4 separate regions of the Mus musculus genome follow, and all the other regions are linked to region 1. The links are chromatin contacts, called in public Hi-C and promoter capture Hi-C maps. All regions are on one chromosome and are shown on one strand. Each heading gives the region's core, a stretch centred on a gene start, on an enhancer-like site or on the middle of the called end of the contact. The rest is flanking DNA. Distances are from core to core; before and after follow the strand shown.

Region 1 (3,146 bases), core at 215-2,714:
GATAAAATTACTCAGGTTTAAGTCACTGCACCTTCATCTAGATTGTCAAAAAGTTCAGGGCCACTCCAGGGCACTTGAGGGTAAAGCAAGGTGGGAAGGGAGGGAAGTTGTAAAGAAAAAATCAAATCAAATCAAAACAAAACAAAAAACAGGTTTTAAGCCATCTCCAACTGATGGGTGCTTTCAGATACCCTTCTTCTTAAACATAGACAATCACATAGGCCTGTGTGGTGGCAGGCAGCTGAGAGTCACCTGTGGGTCACACAGCTGGTGACCAGGGATCCTGAGGCAACTAATAGCTTAGCAGTAAATCCTACAAGTATCATTGGAATGGTCGCCCTGGTGTGTGGTCCCTACCAGTTCACTTCAGCAGCTTTTGTCTTTTCATCAGCCTTCAGACCAAGCACCCCTCCCTGAACTGCTCTCTCAGGCTTCTCTCTCCCAGCCTTGGTCACAGCCTGTCAGGCCCTTTTGTACTTAAAACGTTATAACACTTGGTCACATATATTAATTAACCTTGTTTTGATCTCCCTGCCTTTTGGTAGGCTTACTCAGGGTGTGGTTCAAGGCTTAAAAAACAAACAAACAAACAAACAAACCCCACCAACTTTGTACTGTCATAATGGGCTCCCAACGAGCCGTTGCTGAGTAACTGAATTGAAGCTCTAGGTGAAATCCAAAGCAGTAGCCAGGAGGAATTTAGGCCATCCAGGGTAAGAACACCAGCGCTCCAATGAGAGGGTAAGAGAGAAGGCGAAGTAGCAACAGCTGCTGCCCACTTCCCACCTCAACTCTTCCACCCTCTTCCAGGTTGTTTTGGACATAGGCTGGTCTTCAACTCTGGATCCTCCAGCCTCCAACTTCAAACTACTCGTTTTACATAGCAGGAGCCGCCACGCCCAGGTAGGAGCGGCCTCTTGAATTACTGATAGGCTTTCCCTCCATATTCACGTTTTATCGCACCCACACACACCACCGTGCTGCTTATAGCTAACTTGACACAGACTGATCGTATTTTCATGACTAGGTTATCTGAAATCTAGAATAACCCTTCATTAAAAACTACGCACACCAATTAGGCAGACTTTGAGGCGGGGGAACTGAAGGCAGGAAAAGTCTTCACTCCCTCTGAGCCGCGCCTTCCACTCCTCCAGAACATACGTCCGGGATTTGAGGCCCGAAACAGATCGCCCTGGCAGACAAAGTCCCCACAGAGCGTGGGTTGAGAAGGGCTCGACACAGGCTAGGCTAGGCTAGGCTAAGGACCTAGCTCCTTTCAGCGGGCACACATTTGAGACTTCACTCGGAATGTGGGTATTCCTACACCCAAAAGGGGCGAAGTTTACCAACAAAAATAACAGGGGCAGAAGCACCCAAGACAAAGCGCGGCACACTAGCAAGCACACGCCCCTTACTGGGCACCGCGCGTGCGCACAGAGCCCGGGACAGGTAGCCGGCGTGGCCGGCGAGCAGACACGCCTTCCGCCGGCCTCTCCTGAGCCCGCCCCCGGGCCTCAGCGAGCCGTTCACTGGTCAGCCTAGGCCGGGCCAGGGGCGGGGATTGGCTGATTGGCATAAGGTCCTGGGACAGCCAATCTGGAAGGCTGAGCAGCTGCGAAGGTGAGGGCTGCTGCGCAGCCGAGGTGAGTGGGGCCCGGGACAGAAAAGCGGTTGGCGGGGTGGGGAATGGCTACCACCCGGAGCTGAACGGTGGCGGGAGGCCGTGTTGTGGACAAGGGAGGGGACGGGGCGCGGCGCGGGAGGCCGGCGAGCGGGAGGGAGGCCGCGGAAGCCCGGAGCAGAGAGCAGCCCTCCGGCTCGCCCGCGCCTGGCCTGCTGAGCTCCGCGGGCCGCCGGCCTGGCTCCCATCCCCCGCAGTCGGCGTTGTGCCCTCGCTGGATCCGGGCTGAACGGGGCGGCCCACGGCGTTCAGCCTGTTCTACCTGGACCTACTTTCCTGTCATTGTCGGCTGGCAGCTCTGAACTTTCTAAGCGTGCGCAGTTTGCGTGTAGCCAGACTACAGAAACTTTGAGATCTGAAGTCAAACTTAACCAAACCTTTCTTTCCGCCTGATGGTTTGTTTTGTGATTGGTCTGATGTAACCTCTTCTGGCTTAAACCTCGTTTTGTGCTTGAGGATGGTCAATAGAAGTTCGGATCCTACCCCCTCCACCTCCCAACTACAGGATTTAAAGCTTGCTTCACCACATCCGGAAAAGAATATTAAGGAGTATTTCATGATACTTGGTAATTTAGCGTTCACTTTTTTGTTTGGTTTGGTTTTGAGACAGAGTTGTCTTCCTTACTCTAGGCTGGGGTGGAATGCACTATGTAGATTAGGTTGAGCTGCCTAAAACCTCCTGCCTCAGTCACCACGCCCGATTCCAGTCACCTTTTCCTAGTGTATGTAGTTGTTTTACATTACAATGACTTAGTCAAGGAAGTTGTGACACTTACTATCTTGTTACATGAAAGTAAGTTGTGTCCACATATATTGATCACATATATTGTACATACACAAAAATCATTTAAAAGGTAAAAATTATTTTTAAAAAGAAGGTAATAGAAATGGGTTTGCGATTATATACAACCGAGTTTGACTATAAAATGCTTACGAGCTAAGAAAAGTCTCAGTCACGATGTGCAGCTAACTCTCTATCAACACCCTAATCTTTGAATTGAAATGCAAGTCTAGTAACTGAAGAGGAAACTTAAGGGTTCTTTAGAAACTGTGTTGTACGGTGTTCTGCTGGGCTAAACACGTGAAGGAACATGTAGCTGAAGTGGACCTAGGCGAAAGGATGTTCTACGAAAGCAAGCACGTGAAAGGACATGGGATTAAGATTTATTTGCTAATGACATGCATGTATTGGTCTTCGTAGTTGAGCTGCATTTGTCAGACTCTAGGGAGAGAAGTGCTCCATAATGGTGGTGTGTTGCAGTTTCTTGCTGCATCCGCAGATGCAGGGCTGATTGGCAGAGTGATGTCAGCTGAGATGGACACACATGCTCAAGACCTGTGAAGGACATGTGTTGTTTGGAGGGTATAAATAGGATTTGATGGACAGTGGAGGAGGATGAGCTAGGCTTGCTTATAGAGCTGGGTGTGCAATGTTTGTGGGTACCCTCTTGTGGCACACATGTAT
Region 2 (3,146 bases), core at 257-2,756, 3.0 Mb before region 1:
CAGGTGTATTAGCTAATTGAGAACAGGAGAGTCTGCTCTATGCTCATATCTTATTATCTAGAAAAATGACTGTCACATAGGTTTTAGTAGATACTGCCAAGTGTGTAAATGTTCTAAAACAGCTGACCTCAATCTTCCTAATGCTGTAACCCTTCAATACAGTTCCTCATGTTGTGCTGACCCAACTATAAAATTACTTTTCTTGCTACTATAATTATACTACTGCTATGAATTGTAACGCAAATATCCAATAGGCAGGATATCTGATATGTGACCCCTACCCAAGTGGTGGTGACCCGCAGGTTGAGAACCAATGCCCTAAAGAATCTCTTGTGAAGTTTTAATATCTTGGAATTTTTCTTCTTTTTTGGTCTAATCTCTATTTAGTAGTTGATCAGTGTTTATAATAAATGCTACTTGTTGGTTTCTCCATTTGTGCAAATAGTAAGTTATAAAAGTTCAGTTCTAGCTAGACCATTAGGAGATAAAGTGGGAAAAACATGTATATTTTTATATTTCTGAAGGTAACACAATTTATCGTTAAATTTTATGGTAAGCTAAGGAACAGTGCCTTAGGCATATTATTTAAAGTCCTGAAATAGAACACTTACTTTGGTAAACATATAAAATGTAGTAGGAAATTATAGTGTCCAATTGATAATCAAGAATTCTAGTAGTAGCAAAGTTATAATGACAACACAACAGGAATTTAAAATGCAAATGTGAGAAAAGATTTTTCTCTGTCTTGAATTCTAGGCAAGTGTTTACTCAAGTCCAGGATCTTTATTATCTTAACTTGCCTCTAGAAGAATTATTTGTGTGCACTGTCCCTTTGATGAAGCTCATATAATCCTTGAAAATGAGAAGAAAATACAGAAGATTTGAGTGTATTTGTCCAGTATAAATTTTAGTTTCTCTCATACTAATAGAGAATAGGCAGTCCTTAGAAATTTTTGTCTTAGTGTTGAATGAATCATCTGTTTTATATCCTTTATAATTTTACTCTTATAAATCCAATTAAATATATCAGCAAACAATTTGGTATGAAGTTTTAGTATTTTTTAATTTAACCTTTATATTTTTATATGTGCTAGTATTTGGCCATTGTGAATGCCTGTGCACATGTATACAGTTCCTGTGGAGGACAGAAGAGGGATCAAATCCTCTGGAATTAGATTTCCAGGTGGTTTGAGAAACCATGTTGGTGCTTGGAATTTGAACCCAGGTCTTCTAGAAGAGCTCCTGCTCTTAACCACTGAACTGTGTTTCCAGCCCCAGGTTTTAGTCTTAATAACTGCCTAGTTTTGTTTTTTGTTGCTGTGACAGAGTATCTTTTGATTAACATTTTGTGATATTTCTTAATCTCTCTCTCCCTCCCCCTCTGTCTCTCTCTTACTTCTCTTTTTGTTTCCTTTTTTTTTTCTTTTTTCCTACCTTCAGCTTGTGGTGGTTGTGTTATATTCTAGTGCTCCATCCAAAGGAACTTTGGGGAAACGAATGACCTCTCCAGCTCATCAGATTAGTCATAGATCTTGGGGAAGATAATTTCCTTCCTACTTTAATTGTGACTTCATTTTATTAAACTGAACAGAATTTCAATTAATAAGTGTATTGTTTTTCTAAGCAAATTGAGGACCATATGTATTGTGGGATTTACTTGTTTTTTTTTTTTTTTTAAGGTCCTTTTGACCATAAGCTCCATGCATCCAGGCTGAAGAATCAGTTTTATTGGTAGAATGCCAGTCCAGCATTCAAGAAACAATAAAACAATGCTTGGTAGTTAGTAATAGGCCTGCAGTTTCCATATTCAGGAGGCATTCCATAAGGCAAGAGGTAGGAGAATAAAGAATTTAAGCTTGTTCTTGGCTATCTAGTGTATTGAGACCAGTCTAACATACACAGGATCTGGTCTCAAAAAAGAAAAGAAAAACAAAAATAAAAGAAACATTAAACAAAACCCAAGCAAACAAAAGGTAGCAGTTAGGTAGACAATAGCAACATAAGGAAGCAGTGTATGTCTAGATAGGATTAAAGCTTCTGCAGCTTGTTTACAGAAGTGACACCCTATCTCTGTTTCCTGTTCTGTTGACTAAAAGGAAGTGTTTATTGGGTCTGGTCCACATTTAAGGGAGAAATTGTACAAACTCTTTAATACAGAACACTGAAAGCTGTTTCTAAAGCTACGTGTCATAATTACACTTAATCTTTTCCACAAATGAACCATATGGTTAAATGAAATCATGCTACCTGATTTGATTCACGATTTTCCTGAACATTTTAAAAATAATTATTAGATACTAAATTTTATTTGGAACCTGAAATACATTAAAGTCTTAAAATATATATGTGTGTGTGTATATGTATGTATGTATGTATGTGTGTATGTATATATATATATATATATGGCTAAAGATGGTTCGTTGAATAAGACACTGGCTGCTCTTTCAGAGGACTCAGATTCCTAGCACCTACATGGTAGCTCATAACCATCTGCAACTCCTGTAAAATAAATTTGTGAATAATATTTTGGTTTGAAAGTATAAAGTCAAGGTGAATTTCTTAGATTTTGGGTGATGTGGCAAGAGAGATGTTTTAGAACATAGAGCAGGTACTCAAGTATTCTACAGTAGGTGAAATTTGCAAAAAGTAGTATAGAAATTTAATGAAATTTGAAAAACATATCCATACATTTGTAAAATCTTTATTCAGCACACATCCTTGAACAAGCTGTGGTTTATTAGACACTAAGAAAGAACAAATTAAGAGAATCTCGTTGAATAATTTAAGCATCTAAGCATAGAAGTTACATTTTGCTATATTAAAGTATAGTAAAGGTGCATTAAAGTATCGTTTTAGAAATATTCTAGCCATTTGTGTGTGTGTGTGTGTGTGTGTGTGTGTGTGTGTGTGTGTTTACTTTTTAAACTTGCAGTGAAGTTTATGCCAGCTACAGACCTGTTTTGTAGCCCAGACTGGCCTTGTATCCTCGATATTCTAACTGTAGCCTCTCTAAAGGATTAAAGAACTAGGTGTGGAGTCAAACCCAACCTTAGAAAGGCTACACACAATGGCTACAATATTTCTAAAATGATACCTTAATATTCTTTCATTTACTATTTTTCCATTTTACTAGTTTAAGTAAAATT
Region 3 (3,146 bases), core at 260-2,759, 2.8 Mb after region 1:
AAAAATCACTAAAGCCAACCACTTTAGCTGTCAACATAAAATAGTTTCATTAGTTGGAAAGTAAAAAACAAAACAAAACAGAACAAAAACCTGGAGAATGAACCAAATTGGAGAACATTCTAGAAATCTCTCCAGAGTCTGCTTTTCCGATGTGTATGGAATCTGTGTTGGTTTTCGTTGTTGTTATTTGCCTTGGTTTTTAGTTTAGTGAGTATTACCTAGGCCTAGATGACCCTTCTAATTACATAGTTGAGGAGAACCAAGAACACTGATTCTTCTTCCTCTACCTCCAAAATTAGAGGATCACAAGAATGTGTTACAGTTCCTTACTTACATGGTGCCGAGACAGATGCCAGCGCTTCGTGAATGCAAAGCAAGCACTCTACAACTGAGTTATATGCCCCGTCCCAGCACTTAAGTTACTGAGGCAGCATATAAGGCCTCTCCAAAGATTCCAAGAGTGGTGTAGAAACCTCTGAGGGTTTTTGTCCTATCCACAGCTAGACAACTAGACACTCTGCTCATCACCCAGGGTATCAGCTTGGAAGCCTGGGTCTGGATTAACTTTTATGAGCCCTACTGTTGATCCTACTGGGAGAGAATAGGACCATTATCCCAATTTTTGAGCCAAAATTAAAGTAAGTTTTATTAAATGCTGGCCAAGACTATGGACTCTACCCAGATCCATACTCAGGATTCCCAGAAAACGGCCTCACACTGTGCTAATCTGGTGATTATAAAGGCACAACCTACAAGGCTGTGTATTTGCTGCCTTGGGGGTAAGCATACATCCTGCCTATGTACTTCCTGGTCCATGTGATTAAGGACATCCTGAGAAGTTGAAGCAACCAACCTTGTTTACAGAAGTGAAAACATTTTCATGGCTTGTTATCTTGCATGAATAGTAGCCCCCAGAATCCAGGAAGTTATCTGTCCGTGGGCAGAGAAAGTTATCTGCATTATAGGTTAGAGACATTTTTGTTTTATAGATCCCTTCAGCACAGGAATTAAAACTTAAAATATAACTTTAGCCCTCACAGTTGGAGTATATCATTTACCAAGCTGTAAAGGGCAATTAGGTTGTCTGATTTCACAAGACCAGGTTCACCGGATGGTGTCCAGCTTCCCCTGGTGAATGAGTGACCAGAACGAAAGCACTCTTCACCTCTGCTGAACTTGGATCCTTGAAGGTGGGGCTGACTAGAGTTACCAGGCTGTACAATGCTGTCTGGCCACATCTTGGAGCTGGGCACATTTCTCGTCCTCCCCTCAGGGAGGGGTTTATAGTACAGGCAGTTTTTTCAAAGAGGAACATTTCCTTAAACAGGACACCTTAGGCTTATCTGTTGTAGGAGAACAATTAACACAAGCTTTGTGAAGATCTGCAATTGAGAAAACACTGAGTTCCAAGCCAAGTCCAGTCACTTACACTGGCAGAGTCCATTCTCAGAGTCATCAGAGGTACGGGGTGTTCTCTAGGACTTGGTCCTGGTCCTGAGTTAGCACAGAGGCAAATAGTCCTTGCCTAAGAGTTGATGTTCCAGGAAAAAGTAGATGTGTGGTTGCCAGGATGACTATCTCCAACTCAGCTGGGTTTATTTTCGTCTGCCATTTTAAGAAGATGTTGGCTCAGGGGACAGACACATTCTGTACCAAGCCAACAGGTACCCTGCCAAAAATTCTGTGTCAAAAGCTGATGATGAGGGCTGAGGGATGTATGTCAGTTGGCAGAGTACTTGTCGAATGAGCACAAAGACCTAGGATCAATCCCCAGCACTGTGTAAAGGGATTGTGGTGGCACATATCTGCAAGGTCATCCTAAACTATATAGAAATATCAAAGGAAACCAGACAACTTGAGACCCTGATTTAAAACAAGGGAAAGGACTGAATAAAATAAATAGCCTCTGATATTTGGGCATTTAAATTTGTTGTTGTTGTATTTTTCCTGATTTCAGAACTCTTGCTGGAACAATCTCTACATTATGGTTGACTGTAGAAAGAGCTTCCAAGTTAGCGAGCTGAACCTCCTACAGATGAGGGTTAGAGGAGTAAGTATCTCCTCAGGAACTAATGCACGTGATTATGGGGCCTTACTAAATCTAAACTTCTCGGGTCAGCATCAGTCTTTAGTAAGACCTTCAGCTGACTAGACGGAACCCACCATGTCATAAAAAGTATTCTTGCTGCACAAAGAATCCATTGGTTTTCATGTTAATCTCACCCAAAGATGTTACAGAAACATCTAAAATAATGCTTGACTGAATATGCAGCCCCATAGCCCAGCCAAGTTGAGATGCAGAATGACTCACGCTGGTTTCTAAACACCTGCCAGTCTCCTACAGCCTCTGACACCATTAACCACAAAGGGGAGGGGGGGGGGAGGTTTTCTCTTTCCCTTACCCATCTCACTGTTAGTCTAGACTCACTACCAAAACCAGACATGAATATTGGGCTCTTACTGTGAAAGCAGAAGGTGCAGAGAAAGTTCCCTTCACACAGTTGATCAATAGCATTAGAAGTAACAAGAAATGAGAAAATTCACATGGTCCAAGTCGTCAGGCTCCTAACACACACAGCATGCTCTGCTCGGGGCCTTCCCTAGCCTACACACTTGCCTGGAAGGCAACAACTCCTTTTCAGTTCCTTGAGCTGTGGCTTTTCTTCCCCAAATCTTCTCTCATGTTCCTTTCCTCCAGGGAGGGTGGTTGTGACATCTGCACACAGAGACGCCGTGGGAGGCAACAGCTTCGTCCGTTGGAGTTTAAAGTCTAACGCAAACCCTGAGCCGTTATCTCACTATCCACTGTTACATAAGGAAACAGTCTTGACTGACACCCCTTTCTGTGGTCATGAGTTGTTTCCTCATTGCTCTTCCCTCAGCAGTCTCACCTTTAACCCAGGAAGTGAGGAGAACATGTTTCTGCCATGTGTATGTACCTTAGGCCTGAATAAAGCAGGGCTTTCATTATTTTAGATTGAACTAAAGAAGATTTAGCTACCTTGAAAAGCAACACTCACAAGGGGTTTCCACTAATAGCGATCCTCATCTCACTGTGAATGGGTATATAGTCATGCATGGTGTCTTGAGGACTCCTTTGATAGAATGATATAATCGACAGAACATGTAGACCCTGAGGCACTATG
Region 4 (3,146 bases), core at 175-2,674, 2.8 Mb after region 1:
AAACACTTCCCAGAAGATGTCACCTCAATGATGCTGGTCTCTTCTTAATCACCGCTAATTTCTTAGCTCCAGCTAACCAGCATCAATAGTCCCAGTAATGCAAAGGTTTTGCTTTAATAGTTCTGGTATCTTGTTAATCCCAGCTGATTTTTCAGCCCCAGCTAACCAGAACTACAGAATCTTCACAATCAAAACAGCAATGGCCCTGAAAAGAGTCTTAAATTTTCCCTCTGAAGTTTCACAAGCCAGACCTCCATCTTCTGCACTGTTCTCAACATTATCTTCCAAGCTCCTACACAACATCTGGCTGAGCTCTTAACAACGAATGGATCTTCAAGCTCAAAGTTCCAAAGTCCTTCCACAATCCTCCCCAAAACATGGTCAGGTTTTCACAGGAATACCCCACTATGCTGGTACCAACTTCTGTATTAGTCAGGGTTCTCTAGAGTCACAGAACTTATGGATAGTCTCTATATAGTAAAGGAATTTATTGATGACTTACAGTCTGCAGTCCAATTCCCAATAATGGTCAGTCGCAGCTGTAAATGGAAGTCCAAGGATCTAGCAGTTACTCAGTCCCACACAGCAAGCAGGCGAAGGAGCGAGAGCAAGACTCCCTTCTTCCAATGTCCTTATATGGTCTCCAGCAAAAGGTGTAGCCCAGATTAAATGTGTGTTCCACCATAACTTTAATCCCAGATGATCTTGAACTCGGAGAACTCTCTGTCTTAATCTTCTGGAATCCATAGCCACTATGCCTCAAGATCTCCATACCAAGATCCAGATCAGAAACTTCTATCTCCTAGCCTCCAGGGTCACTGGTGAGCCTTCCAATTCTGGATTGTAGTTCATTCCAAATATAGTCAAGTTGACAACCAGGAATAGCCACTACACATGGTAAGTCCTACGCTGGGCACTCTGTAAACAAGCTTCTTCGAACTTTAGAGCTAGGTGCTATGCTTGTTCTCATTTTATAAGTGGGGGCTCTGAGAGATAAGGAAGCCTGCCCAGGCTGAGGATGACAGAGTTAAGGCAATAACCCAAGCAGTACGATTGCCACACTAACAGCCTGTTGGAGGCAGTGGCAGTCTTTTTCAGTGTAGGAGGGGTGTGCTTCTGGAGCCGTTGGTGACTTTTGCTCTAGTGATGCACTTTACAGTTTGAAAAGTCAAATGATGTCACTTAGCACAGTGCAAGCTGTTCAAACTAGCTTCTGGACCTCAAGGGAGTCAAGATTTGCTCACTGTTTGGGTCCCTAGTCATGAGATCACAGGAGCACTCCTCTTTAGAGCCCTTGAAGACCCAACCTACGGATACCCAGGATCCTAAGCCCAGAAAAGTGCTTGTGGGGGTTGGCCAGGGAGACATGTTTACATTGATTGGCCCAAATACAATCACATGGGCACATACGTGTCATCTATCTGCATCCTCAAATGGAACAGAGAACTGAAACCCTGGGGATTGATAGCAGCATTAGCTTCAGGGATAAACTCCTTTAGTGGGATTTTTATTGAATTCCTTATTTCTCTGATACCCAACACTTTATTTATTTATTATTATTATTATTTTAGAATGCTTTAAGGAATACTGTCTGAAGATTCCCCCAAATCATCGTTCTTCAGTTATTTTAGACAGTGCACCCTGTACCAAAATGTGTCACTCTTCTCTCTCAAGCTGCCTCGGGAACACCACTCCAATATCTACTCATGTGGCATTAGTTTTGAGGCACTTAAAAAAAAATTCTATGAATCTATCACTCCACCCAATGTCTACTGAGAGGAGGTAGCACTGACTTTTCTTGTTGCTATGACAAAATATTCAGCGAAAGCAGCTTAACGAAGGGCAGTTTTTTCTGGCTCCTGATCCAAGGGCTCCAAGTGCACTGAGGCAGGGAAGGCCTGGGGGGAGCATGAGGCAGTCCTTCACATTTAGGCCTCTGTCAGGAAGTGTGGATGCCAGAGTTTAGCTGGCTTCCTCCTTTTTATTCAGTCAGGTCCTTCTACCTGTGGGAATCCAAATTCACGGGGTGGGTCTTTCCATCTCAGGCAATCTAATCTAGAAATCCTCTCAGATTAGGCCCAGAGGTTTGCCTTCTAGGTGATCCTAGAGCCAGTCAAGTAGACAGGCAATACTAACAGCAACAGAGAAGAAACTTCTCTCAGGTCTTAGCCTAAGAACCAAGCTTCTTTTGAGTTAAATTTTCTTTTTAAAAATCATTCTATATACTGGATTATTGACCCATGTCCTATTTCCAATTTTGCTTATGCCATTAGGAGTCTCAGAGCCCCTGTTCTCTAGACATAGAGCACGGTCTGTCCAATGTTTTGTAATTTTCCTATCAGAAGCAATGTTCCTCTCACTCTAACTGTTCCTCTTATTTCTTTTGTAGTTTTCACATTTTAGGAAGGGAACTTCAAGACCATTGTGATTTAAGATGAGAAACCATAATCACCCCAGGTACCTGGAAGGCCAACTGGTAATTTAATAATATGTGGGACTTGAAGTAGAAACTGAACTGGACTTTAGTTACAGGGGCTATTCAGAGAGACGAATGTGACAGATGTTCTGCAGCAGGCTCAGTGTCCCCTGCCCAGGAAGCTGTGTGAATAGCTACCCCTCTCAGGTCCATAGTATTTCTGGTGACTTTGTTACATCTTAGAGGTGAAAATGCTGAATGTCACAGATATAATTAAAATGCCCTCTTAGACTCTTTTCTTACAGAGGAGCTTTGAACACACAGAACTAGAGGGAATCGTTCAGAAATTAGCCATGGGGTCACATTGAAGATCAACTGTGACCATGTAACATAGTGGCATCAGTGACTCAGGCCACTCTGCCAGCTTTTACGTATGACACTGAATCATAGGACTGCATCATCTCTTCTCATAAAATCAACCTGCAATAAATATTTCATACACATGAAAACAATTGTAAACTCCAAGAGTTTTGGTTAGTGGGTTGTTTGTTTGTGGCACTCTACACTGTAGCCCAGGCTAGCCTTGAACTTTGTAAATAGCCAAAGCTGAACATGAGCTTCTGGTCCGCCTACATTCACTGTCTAAGGCCCAGGATTACAGGAATGTGTACCATACCAGATTCATGCAGTGCTGGAGATCAAACCTGGATCTTCTGCATACTAGAGAAAC

What was found. Promoter capture Hi-C pulls out the DNA fragments that hold promoters and counts their contacts. Hi-C and Micro-C count contacts between places; a contact is called where the count stands out from the background.
Region 2: a promoter capture Hi-C map of the HPC-7 cell line shows a contact between it and region 1, with 7 times the contacts expected there. The contact joins the enhancer-like site here to the promoter of Mtfr1 in region 1. A contact is called at or near these places in 7 of 39 promoter capture datasets (the C10 cell line, the HPC-7 cell line, embryonic stem cells and 4 more) and 2 of 9 other capture datasets (adipose tissue and pancreatic islet).
Region 3: a promoter capture Hi-C map of neutrophils shows a contact between it and region 1, with 10 times the contacts expected there. The contact joins the enhancer-like site here to the promoter of Mtfr1 in region 1. A contact is called at or near these places in 3 of 39 promoter capture datasets (liver, neutrophils and pre-B cells), 1 of 484 Hi-C or Micro-C datasets (CD8 T cells), 1 of 115 datasets of contacts at active chromatin or transcription factors (thymic regulatory T cells) and 1 of 9 other capture datasets (liver).
Region 4: a contact with region 1 is called in a Hi-C map of B cells, with 5 read pairs. The contact joins the enhancer-like site here to the promoter of Mtfr1 in region 1. A contact is called at or near these places in 3 of 39 promoter capture datasets (liver, pre-B cells and stem cell-derived epiblast-like cells), 1 of 484 Hi-C or Micro-C datasets (B cells) and 1 of 9 other capture datasets (liver).

What each region holds. Positions count from the first base shown.
Region 1 is chr3:19,186,646-19,189,791 of GRCm38.p6, forward strand. It overlaps Mtfr1 (mitochondrial fission regulator 1), which reads left to right and starts at 1,465. Exons shown (of 8, transcript NM_026182.6): 1 at 1,465-1,643.
Region 2 is chr3:16,208,690-16,211,835 of GRCm38.p6, forward strand. All of the region lies in intron 4 of Ythdf3 (YTH N6-methyladenosine RNA binding protein 3), which reads left to right. Among named protein-coding and RNA genes, the nearest start is that of Ythdf3, 27 kb to the left of the region's middle. Within about 2 kb of position 1,507, at least 7 of the 459 cell types and tissues checked have an H3K27ac peak or open chromatin away from gene starts, as enhancers often do. A contact at or near this core is called in the HPC-7 cell line, where this site is marked.
Region 3 is chr3:21,985,527-21,988,672 of GRCm38.p6, forward strand. No RefSeq gene overlaps it. Among named protein-coding and RNA genes, the nearest start is that of Gm31813, 23 kb to the left of the region's middle. Within about 2 kb of position 1,510, at least 164 of the 459 cell types and tissues checked have an H3K27ac peak or open chromatin away from gene starts, as enhancers often do. A contact at or near this core is called in CD8 T cells, liver, neutrophils and 2 more, where this site is marked.
Region 4 is chr3:21,957,692-21,960,837 of GRCm38.p6, forward strand. All of the region lies in intron 1 of Gm31813 (a long non-coding RNA gene), which reads right to left. Among named protein-coding and RNA genes, the nearest start is that of Gm31813, 5.1 kb to the right of the region's middle. Within about 2 kb of position 1,425, at least 38 of the 459 cell types and tissues checked have an H3K27ac peak or open chromatin away from gene starts, as enhancers often do. A contact at or near this core is called in B cells, where this site is marked.